Linked DNA regions of Mus musculus: regions 2, 3, 4 and 5 are each linked to region 1. A link is a contact called in public HiChIP or PLAC-seq and promoter capture Hi-C data. All regions are on one chromosome and are shown on one strand. The core of a region is the stretch at or near the end of the contact, and the rest is flanking DNA. Distances in the headings are between cores, read along the strand shown.

The links. Promoter capture Hi-C pulls out the DNA fragments that hold promoters and counts their contacts. HiChIP or PLAC-seq counts read pairs in DNA pulled down with a chosen protein or histone mark.
Region 2: an HNF4G HiChIP or PLAC-seq map of pancreatic cancer cells shows a contact between it and region 1. The contact joins the promoter of 1110038B12Rik here to the promoter of Ddr1 in region 1.
Region 3: a contact with region 1 is called in an HNF4G HiChIP or PLAC-seq map of pancreatic cancer cells. The contact joins the promoter of Hspa1l here to the promoter of Ddr1 in region 1.
Region 4: a contact with region 1 is called in a promoter capture Hi-C map of embryonic stem cells. The contact joins the promoter of Sapcd1 here to the promoter of Ddr1 in region 1. A contact is called at or near these places in 2 of 39 promoter capture datasets (embryonic stem cells and liver).
Region 5: a FOXA1 HiChIP or PLAC-seq map of pancreatic cancer cells shows a contact between it and region 1. The contact joins the promoter of D17H6S53E here to the promoter of Ddr1 in region 1.

Annotation. Positions count from the first base shown.
Region 1 is chr17:35,699,126-35,702,053 of GRCm38.p6, reverse strand. Ddr1 (discoidin domain receptor family, member 1) reads left to right here and starts at 1,464. Exons shown (of 18, transcript NM_001198833.1): 1 at 1,464-1,623. LOC115488883 (a small nuclear RNA gene) reads left to right here and starts at 2,745; the gene lies at 2,745-2,851.
Region 2 is chr17:34,951,004-34,953,931 of GRCm38.p6, reverse strand. It overlaps 1110038B12Rik (RIKEN cDNA 1110038B12 gene), which reads left to right and starts at 1,461. Exons shown (of 4, transcript NR_015536.1): 1 at 1,461-1,580; 2 at 1,759-1,796; 3 at 2,007-2,047. LOC115488834 (a small nucleolar RNA gene) reads left to right here and starts at 1,857; the gene lies at 1,857-1,919. Snord52 (small nucleolar RNA, C/D box 52) reads left to right here and starts at 2,924; the gene lies at 2,924-2,928.
Region 3 is chr17:34,971,152-34,974,079 of GRCm38.p6, reverse strand. It overlaps Hspa1l (heat shock protein 1-like), which reads right to left and starts at 1,377. Exons shown (of 2, transcript NM_013558.2): 1 at 1,218-1,377. Hspa1a (heat shock protein 1A) reads left to right here and starts at 1,924. Exons shown (of 1, transcript NM_010479.2): 1 at 1,924-2,928. The coding sequence starts at 2,155.
Region 4 is chr17:35,026,449-35,029,376 of GRCm38.p6, reverse strand. It overlaps Sapcd1 (suppressor APC domain containing 1), which reads left to right and starts at 1,361. Exons shown (of 4, transcript NM_023893.4): 1 at 1,361-1,580; 2 at 1,793-1,933; 3 at 2,591-2,683; 4 at 2,920-2,928. The coding sequence starts at 1,467. Msh5 (mutS homolog 5) reads left to right here. Exons shown (of 25, transcript NM_001146215.2): 24 at 108-181; 25 at 525-772. The coding sequence ends at 636. It overlaps Gm52318 (a long non-coding RNA gene), which reads right to left and starts at 1,829. Exons shown (of 2, transcript XR_003952415.1): 1 at 1,741-1,829. It overlaps Vwa7 (von Willebrand factor A domain containing 7), which reads right to left. Exons shown (of 17, transcript NM_138582.1): 17 at 2,636-2,928.
Region 5 is chr17:35,125,067-35,127,994 of GRCm38.p6, reverse strand. D17H6S53E (DNA segment, Chr 17, human D6S53E) reads right to left here and starts at 1,593. Exons shown (of 3, transcript NM_033477.2): 1 at 1,545-1,593; 2 at 1,210-1,352; 3 at 1-1,073. The coding sequence starts at 880. Gm20522 (predicted gene 20522) reads left to right here and starts at 1,652. Exons shown (of 3, transcript NR_168268.1): 1 at 1,652-1,837; 2 at 2,680-2,762.

The DNA.
Region 1 (2,928 bases), core at 215-2,714:
CCCGCCCAGTCTCTGCAGGACCCAGATTTCCAATCGCTGTCTGCAGAGGGGTAGGTGATTTGGGGAGTCGGGGTGGGTGTCCCCTAAGGTCTAGGTGAAAAGGTCGTAGGCAGTTCTCCCAGTGGCCATGGGAGCCATTAGCAGGTCCTTCAGCAGCTGGAACGTCCCTGGGTTTGTAAACTGGAGACCCAGCCTGCCTTGGCTTCTCCCTAGGGGCAGCTTATCTTCCTGGTAGGTTTTTTGTGTGTACTTGTCTTGGTTTGTTTGGACTTCGTGTCTTTCTTGAGACTCTTTGGAAATGCTTTTTGGGTGTGAGTTTTGAGTCAGTTGGGATGTGTTTGTAACCGGGTGGTGAGACCGGAGACTTTACTGTGACCTGACATTATCCGGGGACTTGGCAGGTATGGGGGGGGGGGTGGCGTTGGAGAGAGGTAGGAATGACAGGTGGTGCTGAATGGGACGGAACACCTCCCACACTCCCACACTAGCTCTGTTGTCCTCCCTGCCTCTATCTCTCCGGTCCATGGCTCAGCAGCTCTCTCCGTTCATTGTCTCCTTGTATCCCTGGGTCATGCGTTCCTGTGCTTTGGGCAGTGTCTTTATTTTTCAGGGCGCCTATCTATCTTCCTCCCCCACCCCCACCTCGTCTTGGCTCCATTTTGCCCTTCTCCTTGCCAGAAGCCAGACTCTGCGGCTTCCACCAGGGACCGAGCTGACTGACTGGGACTGAGGGAGGCTTGCCTGAGAAAGACTGCAGAGTTAGCCTGGATGAAGCAGGGATCCCAGGGGGATCCGGAGCTTGGGGGTTTGAATCTCAGGGATCCTGAGAAGACAGGAGGGAGCTGCCAAGCTGGGGAGAGGTTCTGGAAGAAGGGAACAGAAAAAAGTTGAGACTAAAAGAGTGTGACCGGCTCTCAGACTTGGGGCGCGCGGGGATGGGGGGAGTGATTTAGGTTGGGATCCGGAGGAGGGGTGTGTGCCAAATGGTGACAAATGGGGTGGAGTGTGAACCTAGAGGGTCTGGCTAGACAGGTGAGCCCGGCTCCCTTCCCCCAGCCGGGCTGCAGCTCTCGCTCCGGTGCTGGGCCTGTGGGAACCCGTTCCTTCCTGCGTGCCCTGGGGCCGCTTCTCCGTGCTTCTCTCCCTCTCTCCAGGAACCGAGCCCAGAAAAAGGGGAGGAGGGACGGCGCCAACTCTCCCCACCCCCGAGCCACCGCGCGGGGTCCCTAGGGGGCTTAGCGGGCCCCTGATGGTGCTGCTGTACCCCAGCATCGGGGTGGCGGGGGATGGGCGTGCGGATCACCTAGTGGAGGCTACGCGCTGGGGAGCACTTGCAGGGCGGGTACCGCACTAGGAGAGGAGCGAGGGGCGGCGCCGGGCGTGGGAGCGCGGGCGCCGGGGCGGGAGTACCGGCGGGGGACGGGCGCGGGGAGGCGGCGCCTGGGCGCGATCCGGCCCCGCGCTGGCTCCTCTCCCCGGAACAGGCCCCCGACAGCTGCTCGCGGGAGCCGCCTCCCGACACCCGAGCCCCGCCGGCGCCTGCGCTCCCCTCCCGCGCCCCGCCGCCGAGGAGGCCCCAAGCCGGGGCCTGACGCCCGGGTCCGCCCCGGAGAGCCATGAGAGGTAGGGACTGAGGCGGGGACGAGCAAGAGGCAAGGGGAGCGGGTTGGGGAACCCCAGTTATGTTTGCTGCCCCGGGATTTTGACTCTCCATCCAAAGCAGAGGGTCCTGACTTTCCGAGAAACTATTCCGAAAAGAGAGCGAGGACCTCTCTTTTCTTGGGTGAGGGGAGAACCTAACTCCAAGAGGACAGGTGCGCGCATATGTAGCCCACTGAGTCATCCTATCGGTGCCTACCCCTCAACCTCCGGTGCCATGCTTACGGACATGCTCGGTTAAGCTGCCCAGGCCAGAGGGAGCCAGCCTGACGCCCAACCTACCAGACCAGCCACGCTCCGTGGTTGCCGGGTTGTGCCAAGAGACGAGGTCACCGCCCAATGAGCAACGCTCCCAGGCTCCCTTTCTGGCCAGGCAATTCTTTTCAGCACCCCCTCTCCCAGCCACCGCCCGGCTGGCCTACAACTGAGTGGCTGAGAAGGATGGAGGTGTGTCCAGACTCGTGTGGCACTCACTGTAGGGACAGGTCACACACAGTAGAATGCTTGAGAACAGGGAGAGATGGTCCTTGTTTTTCTTGCTGTTCTTCCCACCTGAGTCCCACCTGTTCCTGCCTGCTCTTGGCTTCCCTCTGGCTCAGTCACTCTGGATGTTTGGGGGTGGGTGGCTCCGTTCTCTGAGGATCCTGTACCTCAGGGCCTGCGTGTGGCTCACTTTGTCTTCTGATTATAGGAGCTTGTGTCTGCCGTTTAGTATTCGCTAAATGGTGAGATCTGACTTTATAGATTACCTCGGGGTTTGTGGCACACACCTGTAATTAGCCTCTGGTGATAAAGAACTGAAGGTCAGCCTTCCTTGGCATCGTAGTTGAACTTGAGACCTTGTCTCAAACAAAACAAAACAAACAAACAAAAACCCCAACCAACTATCTTGCTGTTAGGAGTACAGGTCTTTAGTTCCAGCACTCGAGTGGCAGAGGCAGGAGAATCTCTCTGAGTTCCAGGCTAGCCAGGGCTACACAGTGAGACAACAAAACCCAAGCAACTAACCAGTCCTTCTCCCCGCCCCAAAGCAACACAAAGAAATCAAACGCACACACAGAAGATGTCAAGATCTGTGTGGAGTGGTGCTGGCTTCGGCAACACATATACTAAAATTGGAAAGATACAGAGAAGACTAATGCGGCCCCTATACAAGCATGACACGGAAATTCATGAACGGTCCTTAATTTTTAAATGATGGAAGATGGAATTTAATGGAGGAGTTGTCTTTAAAGCTACTTGAGGTCCAGGTAATACTTAATAAAATTA
Region 2 (2,928 bases), core at 212-2,711, 750 kb after region 1:
TTTCTCTGTGTAGCCCTGGCTGTCCTGGAACTAACTCTGTAGACCAGGCTGGCCTTGAACTCAGAAATCTGCCTGCCTCTGCCTCCCAAGTACTGGGATTAAAGGCATGTGCCACCACTGCCCGGCTACTATAGGATTCTTAGATTTTAAATTTTAGTTATGTTCTGAGGCACTATCTCATCACTGCGTAGCCCAGGCTGGCCTTGAACTCAAAGAGATCTACCTGCCCCTGCCTCTCAAGTGCTAGGATTAAAGTTGTGCACCACTGCTTCTGGCTAAAATGTATTTTAAAATGAAGATAGAGAAGCGTATAGTGCCTTGCACATGTAATTTCAGCATTTAGGAAAAGGAAGTAGGAATGTTGACCGTCATGGTACAGAATTGCTGTCTCAAAAAAAAAAAAAAAGACAAAGGGGCTGGAGCAGTGGCTCAGTGGTCAGGAGCACTTACTGATCTTTCTAAGGACCTGGCTTCAGTTCCCAGCACCTATCACCAGGTGGCTTACAACTTCCTCTAACACACATAGACACAAATACAATCAATCTAAAAATATTTCTTAAAAGCTGGCCAGTGGTGTTGTATGCCTTTAATCCCAGCACTCAGGGCAGAGGCAAGTAGATATCTGTGAGTTCGAGGCCAGCCTAGTCTACAGAGCAAGTTCCAGGACAGTCAGGGTTACACAGAGAAACCCGGTCTTGAAACCGACCCCCCCCCCCTCTCTCTCTCTCTCTCTCTCTCTCTCTCTCAACATAGTAGTGTGTCACGCCTGTAATTGTAGGCATGGTTGGAACCCATCTTAGACTATGAGCCAGATGTGTGTTTGTGTGTGTGTGGCTTTTATCCCCCTTTAAATAAAAATGTTGGGGCTGGTGAGATGGCTCACCAGTTAAGAGCACTGGTTGCTTTTCCTGAAGTCCTGAGTTCAATTCCCAGCAACCAAATGCTCGTGACCATGTATAAGGGAATCTGATGCCCTCTTCTGGCACGCACGTGTACATGCAGCAGAGCACTCAGTAATCTTTTTTTTTTCTTTTTTTTTTCTTTTTAACGGAGAGCAGAAGCTGAGGTGCAAATTCAGATTTTTCTGCTAGGTGTAGGCAATATGAGTCCTCCTGGGTAGACTGGATCCAAACATGAGTACAGAATCCGCAAAGCCATAAGCCTAAAGGAGACCAAAGAGCTGACCTATCCTGTAGGAGCTCCAGGGTCTTTACCCAATCTTGGCCGATTAGGCTGCCTGTTTCTTTCTTTCTTTTTTTTTTTTCTTTCCTTTGGATTGGTAGTTTATCAAATTGTCGTCATATACATGATTCTCTACTTAGGACAGTAAGAAACATGATTCCTCTTTGTTCCCTTCGCATTTGTCAGCGCGATCAAGTCAGGCATATGAGAAGACGACTATGTCCGTCAGGACCCCCGGGCCAGGCGTGGGTATAAATGGCCGAGGCGGGCGGCACACGGGTCTCTTTGTGCACCCGCCCACACGGTTTGCCGTGTTTTCACCCTTCTTTGTTCTCCACCGGTCTGGGCAGGGTCTGAGGACTCCGGAGAGCAAGGCATGGGTCCGCCTCGTGCCGCAGGTATCCTGGGGTCCTGTGGGGAGGGCTCTGCGGTGTGGGGCCGGGTATGATGACCCACATTTACAGACTAGAGTTTCTGATGTCCACGTGACGCCACTCCTTGTAACTGACCCAGGCCGGGGTGGGGGCTGCAGGCCGGGGTCTCTACGACCTGTGCTCATTCAATGATCTCTTCCAGGTTCCTGGCCCACGCCAGCCGTACCCAGTAGCACAATGGTAAGCGCATGCTGGCGAGAGGTAGGCGGTGTGAGGAGGGGCTGGTTTCGGGGAGAGGACAGTAATGATGATTTCTGGTGATTCTGAGTGTCTCGCTGACGCCATCACCGCAGCGCGCTGACCGTCCCCGGGTCCAAAATCGGCAGTGGCGTGGGTTTTGAGTGGCCTAGAGTTCTGAGTAATTTACCTCTGTGTCTTGCTTTCTGGTAGGGATTTGAGGACACACGCCAGCTGCCTACACCTGAAGAAAGGTTAGTCTTAGGTTTCACTGGCATGCTTGTCTCTTGGCTTGACTTTTTGGAAGGGGTGGATTCGAGACAGGGTTTCTCCATGTAGCCCTGATCTCAGATCCGCCTGCCTCTACTCTCTGGAATTAAATGCATACAGCACCACCGACTGGCCCTTGTTTTGTTCTTAATATCCTGCCTGCATTAGCCAGTCTCCAAGCAAGCTACCACCCAGCCATCTTTTTGTTTTTAGATCTTAACTAATCTCCCTAACTCTAAATCTATGGTGGATCCAGGAGCTGCCTTGATTATTTCTTGTGCCTTTAAGTTCTGTATGCTAGTCCACGGCAGTGGGTCTCAGCCTTCCTGAGGGCCTTTAATGCAGTTCCTCGGGCTGTGATGTTCCTAACCATCGGTTTTATTTTCCTTGTATCTTCATAACTAAAGTTTGCTATTGTGATAACACAGGCTGTCCTGTCTGGGACCCCTATGTAAGGGTTCCTTGGTGACACAGGTTGAGAGCCACTGTTTTAGACTATGCTTTTGGGTATTTAGACGGGCTCTCAATTCAGGATGGCCTTAGTCCTGGCTCCAACCACCTTTTTTTTTTTTTTTTTAAGATTTAGATGTTTGTGAGTACACTATTGCTGTCTTCAGACACACCAGAAGAGGGCGTCAGATCCCATTACACATGGTTATGAGCCATCTCTCCGGCCCATGCCACCTTTTTTCGTTAAAGGTTTTAGCAGTTAAATTTCAGTCCCCAGGAGTTTTGGCTTTATATAGCTCTGCAACAGTCCGAAGCCTAACTACACACACTGGCTACCGCATCCTGTGTCTATCGGATTGACATTCCCTGGGTGGTACCCTAGGTTCTGGTCTCCCTCAATTGAGAGTGATGATTT
Region 3 (2,928 bases), core at 128-2,627, 730 kb after region 1:
ATCCTCCATTTCCTACAGGACCGAAATCAACTCTACTCTTCCTATGTCAGTGATATATTTTACTGTGGGACCACACTTGTCTACCTGCCTCCTAAGACTGTGTTCTGAACTCCTTAAGACATATTGGGGGCACCTAAGAGGTGGCAGTGACAGGGGCCTCCTGCTCTTCTAGAGAACCTGAGCCCAGTTCCCAAACCCTCAGCGGGCAGCTCATAACTGGCCTACCCCAGGGGGTGACACAGCCTCTTCTCTCTCTCTCTCTCTCTCTCTCAGAGAGAGAGAGAGAGAGAGAGAGAGAGAGAGAGAGAGAGAGAGAGAGAGACAGCAGGCAGCTCATAATTGTCTCATCCAGGGATAAAACAGCCTCTTCTCACACACAGACACACACATAGCGGGCAGCTCATAACTGTCTCATTCAGGGGGTGAGACAGCCTCTTCTCACACACAGACAGACAGACAGACAGATACACAGACACACACACACACACAGAGACAGACAAACCATTAAAGACATGCACTAGGCTTTCCTCAGATCAGGTTGCCTTCCTTAGCAACCTATGGTGGAGTAATTTAGCTCACTCTAAGGATGGCTGTTAGGATCCCCGCACCCTCCAAGCTTAAAAAAAAAAAAAAAGAAAAGAAGAGTCAGGGTCCAACTATGTAGCTCAGGCAATACTCTGCCTCCATTCCTAACAGTTGGGATTAAAGGCTTGAGCCTCCAGGCGGCTCCCAGCAACTTTTCTAGCTTTTCATAGAAGTAGGGCTCAAAGTCTCATCTTCGACCCTGTTCCCACACCAGCCCCATCTCCGCAGCCATCCTGTCTGAAAATCCGGAGTGCTGGAATCCTAGGCTTCGGTCCCTCTCTTGATTGTAACTCCTGTCTTCAGGGTCAATACCATATTCAAAAAGGTCTTAAGATGTCTGCCTCCGATTTGAGCTCAGACTAATTCCAGCCACTTGTGTCCCTCAAGCGTCCAGCCCCATTTCTTCTTGATTGCCAACCACCAACCCCAAAATTAATACAACTGGGGATCTGTGTGTGAAGAGCCACATAGTAATCCCAACACTTAAAGACGATGAGGCCTAAGGATGGTGGCTTCCAATAGACCATGACTGTAAATCAGTCAAACCTAAGAAAATTCTCAACCCATCAAACGAGGACCAACTGGGACACAGAGGCTTCTGCCCCACTCCAATCAGAGCCTTCCCAGCTCACCTGGGATCTCTACGCCTTCGATCCAGTTTGGAAAATTTGAAGTCGCTGAGCCCCTACGAGCAGGGAGCTCCAGGAACATCCAAACTGAGCAGCCGGGGTCCCCCCCACCCCCCACCCCGCCCCTCCCGGCAACTTTGAGCCTGTGCTGGGACAGAGCCTCTAGTTCCTAAATTAGTCCATGAGGTCAGAGGCAGCACTGCCATTGTAACGCGATTGGAGAGGATCACGTCACCGGACACGCCCCCAGGCATCTCCCTGGGTCTCCTAAACTTGGCGGGGAGAAGTTTTAGCCCTTAAGTTTTAGCCTTTAACCCCCATATTCAGAACTGTGCGAGTTGGCGAAACCCCACAAATCACAACAAACTGTACACAACACCGAGCTAGAGGTGATCTTTCTTGTCCATTCCACACAGGCCTTAGTAATGCGTCGCCATAGCAACAGTGTCACTAGTAGCACCAGCACTTCCCCACACCCTCCCCCTCAGGAATCCGTACTCTCCAGTGAACCCCAGAAACCTCTGGAGAGTTCTGGACAAGGGCGGAACCCACAACTCCGATTACTCAAGGGAGGCGGGGAAGCTCCACCAGACGCGAAACTGCTGGAAGATTCCTGGCCCCAAGGCCTCCTCCGGCTCGCTGATTGGCCCAGCGGAGAGTGGGCGGGGCCGGTGAAGACTCCTTAAAGGCGCAGGGCGGCGAGCAGGTCACCAGACGCTGACAGCTACTCAGAACCAAATCTGGTTCCATCCAGAGACAAGCGAAGACAAGAGAAGCAGAGCGAGCGGCGCGTTCCCGATCCTCGGCCAGGACCAGCCTTCCCCAGAGCATCCCTGCCGCGGAGCGCAACCTTCCCAGGAGCATCCCTGCCGCGGAGCGCAACTTTCCCCGGAGCATCCACGCCGCGGAGCGCAGCCTTCCAGAAGCAGAGCGCGGCGCCATGGCCAAGAACACGGCGATCGGCATCGACCTGGGCACCACCTACTCGTGCGTGGGCGTGTTCCAGCACGGCAAGGTGGAGATCATCGCCAACGACCAGGGCAACCGCACGACCCCCAGCTACGTGGCCTTCACCGACACCGAGCGCCTCATCGGAGACGCCGCCAAGAACCAGGTGGCGCTGAACCCGCAGAACACCGTGTTCGACGCGAAGCGGCTGATCGGCCGCAAGTTCGGCGATGCGGTGGTGCAGTCCGACATGAAGCACTGGCCCTTCCAGGTGGTGAACGACGGCGACAAGCCCAAGGTGCAGGTGAACTACAAGGGCGAGAGCCGGTCGTTCTTCCCGGAGGAGATCTCGTCCATGGTGCTGACGAAGATGAAGGAGATCGCTGAGGCGTACCTGGGCCACCCGGTGACCAACGCGGTGATCACGGTGCCCGCCTACTTCAACGACTCTCAGCGGCAGGCCACCAAGGACGCGGGCGTGATCGCCGGTCTAAACGTGCTGCGGATCATCAACGAGCCCACGGCGGCCGCCATCGCCTACGGGCTGGACCGGACCGGCAAGGGCGAGCGCAACGTGCTCATCTTCGACCTGGGGGGCGGCACGTTCGACGTGTCCATCCTGACGATCGACGACGGCATCTTCGAGGTGAAGGCCACGGCGGGCGACACGCACCTGGGAGGGGAGGACTTCGACAACCGGCTGGTGAGCCACTTCGTGGAGGAGTTCAAGAGGAAGCACAAGAAGGACATCAGCCAGAACAAGCGC
Region 4 (2,928 bases), core at 112-2,611, 670 kb after region 1:
TCCTGTTCCTCTTGAAACTCTGGACTTGTAGGCCCACAGGACTTCTGACCCTCATTTCCCCTCTTCCCTAACGTCCTCACCCCATCCTCCCTGTGCCTCTGTGCTAGGTCTCAGACTTGATCCGCAGTGGGAAACCCATCAAGGCCACGAATGAGCTTCTGAGGAGGAACCAAATGGAAAAGTGAGTGGGGCCTGCCATGCTCCCCACAGCTCCTGTGTTCTCCCTCACCTGGCCCCAGCCATCTTTCTGCAGCCCCGTGCTCTCTTCCTCCTCCTCCTCCTCCTCCTTCTCCTCACCAAGTCAGGTGTGGCACGGGCACGTGCCTGTAAGCCTGGTGTTCAAGGCCAGCCTGAGCTACATAGCAAGACCTTGTCAGAAAACGACAAACAAAACCAACTCAGTATCCATGGCTGCTTTTGAAACGCTTGGCTCTCCAAGGCTGCAGTTTCCCGCACAGACCCTCCCCTCTGTCTGCATAGGGAGTTGGCGACCCAGCAGCCACACTGTTCTGTCTCTCCTGCAGCTGCCAGGCACTGGTGGATACGTTTCTAAAACTGGACTTGGAGGATCCCACCCTGGACCTGGACATTTTCATTAGTCAGGAAGTGCTGCCCGCTGCTCCCACCATCCTCTGAGAGTCCTCCCTCGCCTCCCAGCTACCTGAGCCCCGGGGCCTACCATGCCTTTTCGGGTTTTTTTTTTTCCCTTACTGCAGAGTTCTCAGTTTGCACATTGTGTCTTGTGCTAGGAATAAAGCTTATTTTAGATCAAGGTGTTTCCTTAGGTCACCCAACAGGACATCAGCTGGGACAGGGGGAAGTCACTCAAATATAGTGACAGTTGGGCTGGGCAGATGCTCAGTGATTAGAGGCACTGACTGCTCTTGCAGAGAAAGTGGCTTTGGTTCCAAGAACCACATGGTGGGTCACATCTGTGTGTCACTCCAGTTCCAAGGGATCTTACACCCTCTTCTAGTCTCAGGGGCTCTGGGACACATGGAATACACATAAGCTCATGGACACACACATACACATAAACTAACAAGTAGATAATTACATTTAGTCAGGAATGGTGGTATAAATAAATAAATGCAGGTACGATGGTGCAGACCTTTAATTCTACCACTGGGAAGACAAAGGCAGGTGGAGCTCTGAGTTTGAGGCCAGCCTGGTCTATATAGTGAGTTCCAGGCTAGCTAGGCTACACAGGGAGACCCTGACTCTAAATAAAACTTTAAATAAATTTAGATTCTGTCCTTGGGACTCAATGAGGACAAGCTACTTCCAACAGACTATACAAAACAAAAACCACAAAAACAAAAATGAAGGTTGACACACAGTTTAAGGGAAGCTATCTGTTGCCTTAAGAATTATCCTGGCCTCACAGGCTGAAAGACAAGGCAGGATGGGTAGAAGATGGGTTGGGGAGGGACCAGCCCCGGCTCCGCCCTTCCTACTTTAGAGCCATGGAGAGCCCAGGTCCTGGTGGGCCACCCCTGGTGCAAGCGCCCTACACTGTTCTGCTGCTACCACTGGGGACAAGCCGCCAAGACCCAGGAGCCCAGAACTTCTTCCTCTGGGTGAGTGCGAGACCAACTCAGTCTTGGGACATCCCCTCCCATGATGTACCCTGCATATATTTCCTCTCAACTGAGGACCCACAGACTTTCCCTCTGTATTCCTTTGTTATTCAAATCCTTAGTGATCAGATAGTGAGCCCTTTAGAGGAGATTGCCATACCTAGGGTCCTGCTGGGAGTGAGTCGTTTTGGCCTGTGTCTCCTCTAAGCCAGCTGCAGATGATGCAGGCTCTGGAGAGGGAACAAGATGCTCTGTGGCAGGGCCTGGAGCTGCTGGAGCATGGCCAGGCCTGGTTCGCAGACCGGCTGAGGGAGACCCAGCAACGGCAGCTGCAGCTGGGGGCCCTTGGCGAGGTAGGGGGCAGCCATCTGTGCACGGGCTGGGGAGGGAGAAGCAGGGAGCACGTGGACCTCAAAGGCTGCTCTGGGAAGGGGAGGGTTAACGGGCAGGGCACATGAACTGGAATAGCATTGGAAATGACAGGACAGCCACCAGTGTTCATTGTGCTGGAAGAAGTGGTCTGCATTCCATTCAGAGGGACTCCATCTGAGCACCCCACAGAGAATCAGAGAGTGGCCTGGGTGTCTCTCACTGGGCGGGGGGGGGGGGGGGGGGAGAAGACCCATAAGGAACAGGAGTGGGGGTGGGGTTCCAGGGTGGGGGTGGGGTTCCAGGTAGTTTGAAAGGAACTGACTGCAATTTTAAGAGATGGAGGTGGAGTGGTGGCCCACGCCTTTAATCCCGGCACTTGGGAGGCAGAGGCAGGCAGATTTCTGAGTTCGAGGCCAGCCTGGTCTACAGAGTGAGTTCCAGGACAGCCAGGGCTACAGAGAAACCCTGTCTCCAAAAACCAAAAAAAAAAAAAGATGGAGGTGGAGAGAGAGGGCTGGCCTTTCCATCTGTCTGGAAGGGTTCTGGGAGAAGGGAATCTGATGAGAAGAGTGGCCCGTGGTGAGGAAGTGGCAGGAGGACCTGTCTCCAGCACTCGGTCACCCTCCAACCCTGCCTAGGACTTTCTGATGGACTTGCATTCAGAGACTGATGCCCCTCTGCTAACCCGGATTCAAAAGGTGAATGCTTGTCTGCACAGTCTGATTCACAAGGTGAGTTTATTAGTTTTAATTTCTAGACTTCGGGGACGGACGGGGCTTTTGGAGTCGTACTGATTTAGCCTCGTCCATATGCACTGGCTGACTCCCACACAGTCCAGGACCAGGAGGGAATGTCAGGGCAAGAGAACTTCTGGTGGCAATGGGTGAACTGACAGGGGTTGAGCCCTGGCTGACAAACCCACAGGGTGGGGGACGGTGCAGGGCAGGGCGGATTCTCTCTCTTTTAGGAGTTGTCA
Region 5 (2,928 bases), core at 344-2,843, 570 kb after region 1:
ACAACATCCTTCCGGGACCTTCCCTCTGCTCCTTGGCCTCCCTCTCCTGCCCCTCACTCTCCCAATCAGCGGTCTCCTCATCTTCAACAGGTTCCCGGAGGCTGACAGCCAGCACCAGGGCCTGCAACAAGCCAAAGAGGCAGGCAAAATGCAGGGGGTGGGCAGTAAGTAAGCTCAGCACAGCGTGGAGCCCATGTAGGGCGGCCAGGAAACATAGCAGCCCATGAAGCCAGAGGCCCACAGGTCCTCGAAGGCCCAAAGCATCCAAGATGGCTCGGAGTGGCCTGGAGCACAGAGCCAGCAGGGCTGTGGCAAGCAGCTCCAGCAGGTGCAGGGTCAAGTTGGTAGAGATCTGCAGGTACTCCTCTGGGTCCTGCAGGTAATGTGAAGGAGCCCCTGGTTCCCCCCGTAACCAACGCAGCAGCTTCTGACGGCGACCAGGTTTCTCCAACAGGGCTTCTGGCCCAATGGTGCCTAGTCTCCCTTGAGCGGACACTCCAAGGTTCTTCACGCCACCTGAATCCACAGGATCCCAGTCTAGTTTGGGAATGGCCCCTCCAGACTCCAGTCTTGCAGGCTCTTGAATGGTAGAGGCAGTCTTGTCCCGCTTGAGGGAATCCATTCTTTTGCTCCCCAGTTGATCCACTTTGAGGTCCCTGCTAGACTCTGGAGCAGCCCCGGGGGGTCTCCGTGTTCCTGAATCCTTGGTCTTAAGGGGCCCCACATCTCCCATGGTCTCTGGAGCACTGTCCCAGTCACTCCCCGAATTCTCCGGGGAGCTGTCCACCCATCTGGGTTCTGGGGCAGGCAAATCAGCCTTTGTTGATTTCTTTCGACCCCAAGGTCGAGGTAGCCAGCCACCAAGCCGTCGAAGGAACATGACTGAGCTGTGCAATGCGCTTCCCAAATCTGTGACCACTTCCTGACTCTGCGTAAGATTCTCAGGATCTCCTCCGAAGCCAGAATCAGTTCCGGTTCAGAAGAGGTGTCTGCTTGGTGATATTGTCCTACTCTGAATTCAGAAAGGACTCACACAGCCCCAAGTGTGGTAAATGGCCTGCTTCCGTGTCAGTCTAAGGGAAAAGAAATCCATTTGCCACCCCACACACTAACAAGACTTCTAGAGCCCGATAAGGCCAGGGTCACCCCCACAATGTTCTGTGCTTTCAGATTTCCTTCCCAGCAGTCAGCACCCCAAGTTTCACTCACCAAGACCACATCCCAAGGTGCCCCAGAAAGGGGAGAGGTGGTGTTCCATTGAAGGAAAGAAGGTGGTGGCCCAGGGTCCTTCGGTCCTGAAACTGAGGAACCTTCAAATCGCTGCCCAAGGGAGCTCAAGGAACAGGAAGTCTCTGTTGAGAGGAAGACGGGATGGAAGTGTCTAGCGAACTCCAGTCAGTTAAGTGCATCCCTTAACTTAGGAAGCTATCATTCCAAAAAGTGGCCCTACTGTCCCGCGAGGGCGCAGCTGAGACGCGGCCTCCGCAAGGTCAGAACAGAGATGTCCTTGGAGATCGCAGACGCAAGACACAGTACAGGCCTACCTGGGGACCCAGGCGTCTGGGTGCTCGCGCAGCGAGTAGCTGTGGGGCCCAGCGTCCGGGGAGCGGCCTCCGGGAGCCGTGCGAGCCCGGAAGCAGCTGTACCGGGTCGGGAGGGACCAGCGGGGGCGGAGCTCCGCAACCCGTGAGGCGGACTCGACAGAGCGACCTCCTCCGAAGCCCCCGCGATTCACTAGCGCAGGCGTAGAGAGAGGACCACCTAAGACCAGACCCTGAGCACGAACCCGGGTTCGGCTGCTCACCTCCCAGACCTTCCCGCCGCTGACACTGGTTAGGTATTCTAGCCCTTAGTTTGGGATTTTTTTGTTTTGTTTTTCAATGTAACTTTAGCTATCTTGAATTAGCTCGGTAGACCAGACTGGCCTTGAACTCAAAAGAGATCTGCCCGCCTCTTGTCTCCTTGATTAAAGGCACGCTGCACCACTGCCCAGCTTTGTTTTTAAGGACAGGTCCCCTATATATGTAGCTTAGATCCATATATATATATATATATATATATATAGCTCAGGATATATATAGCTCAGGAAAGGCTTGGACATATGTTGCCCAGACTGCCTTTGAGTCGATCCTCTTGCCACTGCTTCCCTGTGTGACGATTCCAGCCTCTCTGTGGTTCTTTCTCACAACCCCCGCCATTCCTCCATTTCTCACCTGAGATATCTTGTAATGCTGGTCCAGAAAGGTAAATAACAGGAGCCACGTGATTTAAGCAGCCGCCCTTTGGCCTTCCAGACTGGGATTTGAAAGCTTTCATGTTCCTAGCACTCTGTATAAGCATCTCAAGGGATTGGGGGTGCCAAGTACGTAAGAGAAGTGTAGAAAAGCATATTGCCTGGTTTTCAGGGAGTGAAATGATCTCTTAGGACTGCCTTAAGCCTTGGAATCCTAACTCAGTAAGCAGGTATGAAGCCCTAGGTTAAGCCCCATGTAGCACTCCAGAACCAGTTTTAGCTGAGTTTGATGCCAGCCTGGTCTACACATAGTGAGAGACTGTGTCTCAAAAAACAAAAAGAAAAAAAGTTCATCTTGAACTTTTTATCTGGGAGGTCAGAGCTCTGGTCACAGCTAGAATGTCACACAGGTTGGATGACATTAGTTGTATTGGCCAATCCTGCAGGACTCTACTTCCTCTCTGGGGACTTTTAACTTCCCTACCACAAGGTATTACACTTCATCACAGCTGGCTTCCTCAAGTTCAAGGTTTGTATCAGGCAGAGCAGAGCAAAGTATCTTTGGCTTTTCTCCCAATGTCAGCAGCATCTTTTGGATGCATCTTGTCTTGGAGAGGGGCCCCACCCAGGGTCTTCCCAGTGTTAGGCAGGTGCTCTAACCAAGCTATGCCCGCCCCTCTCCAACACATAGCACA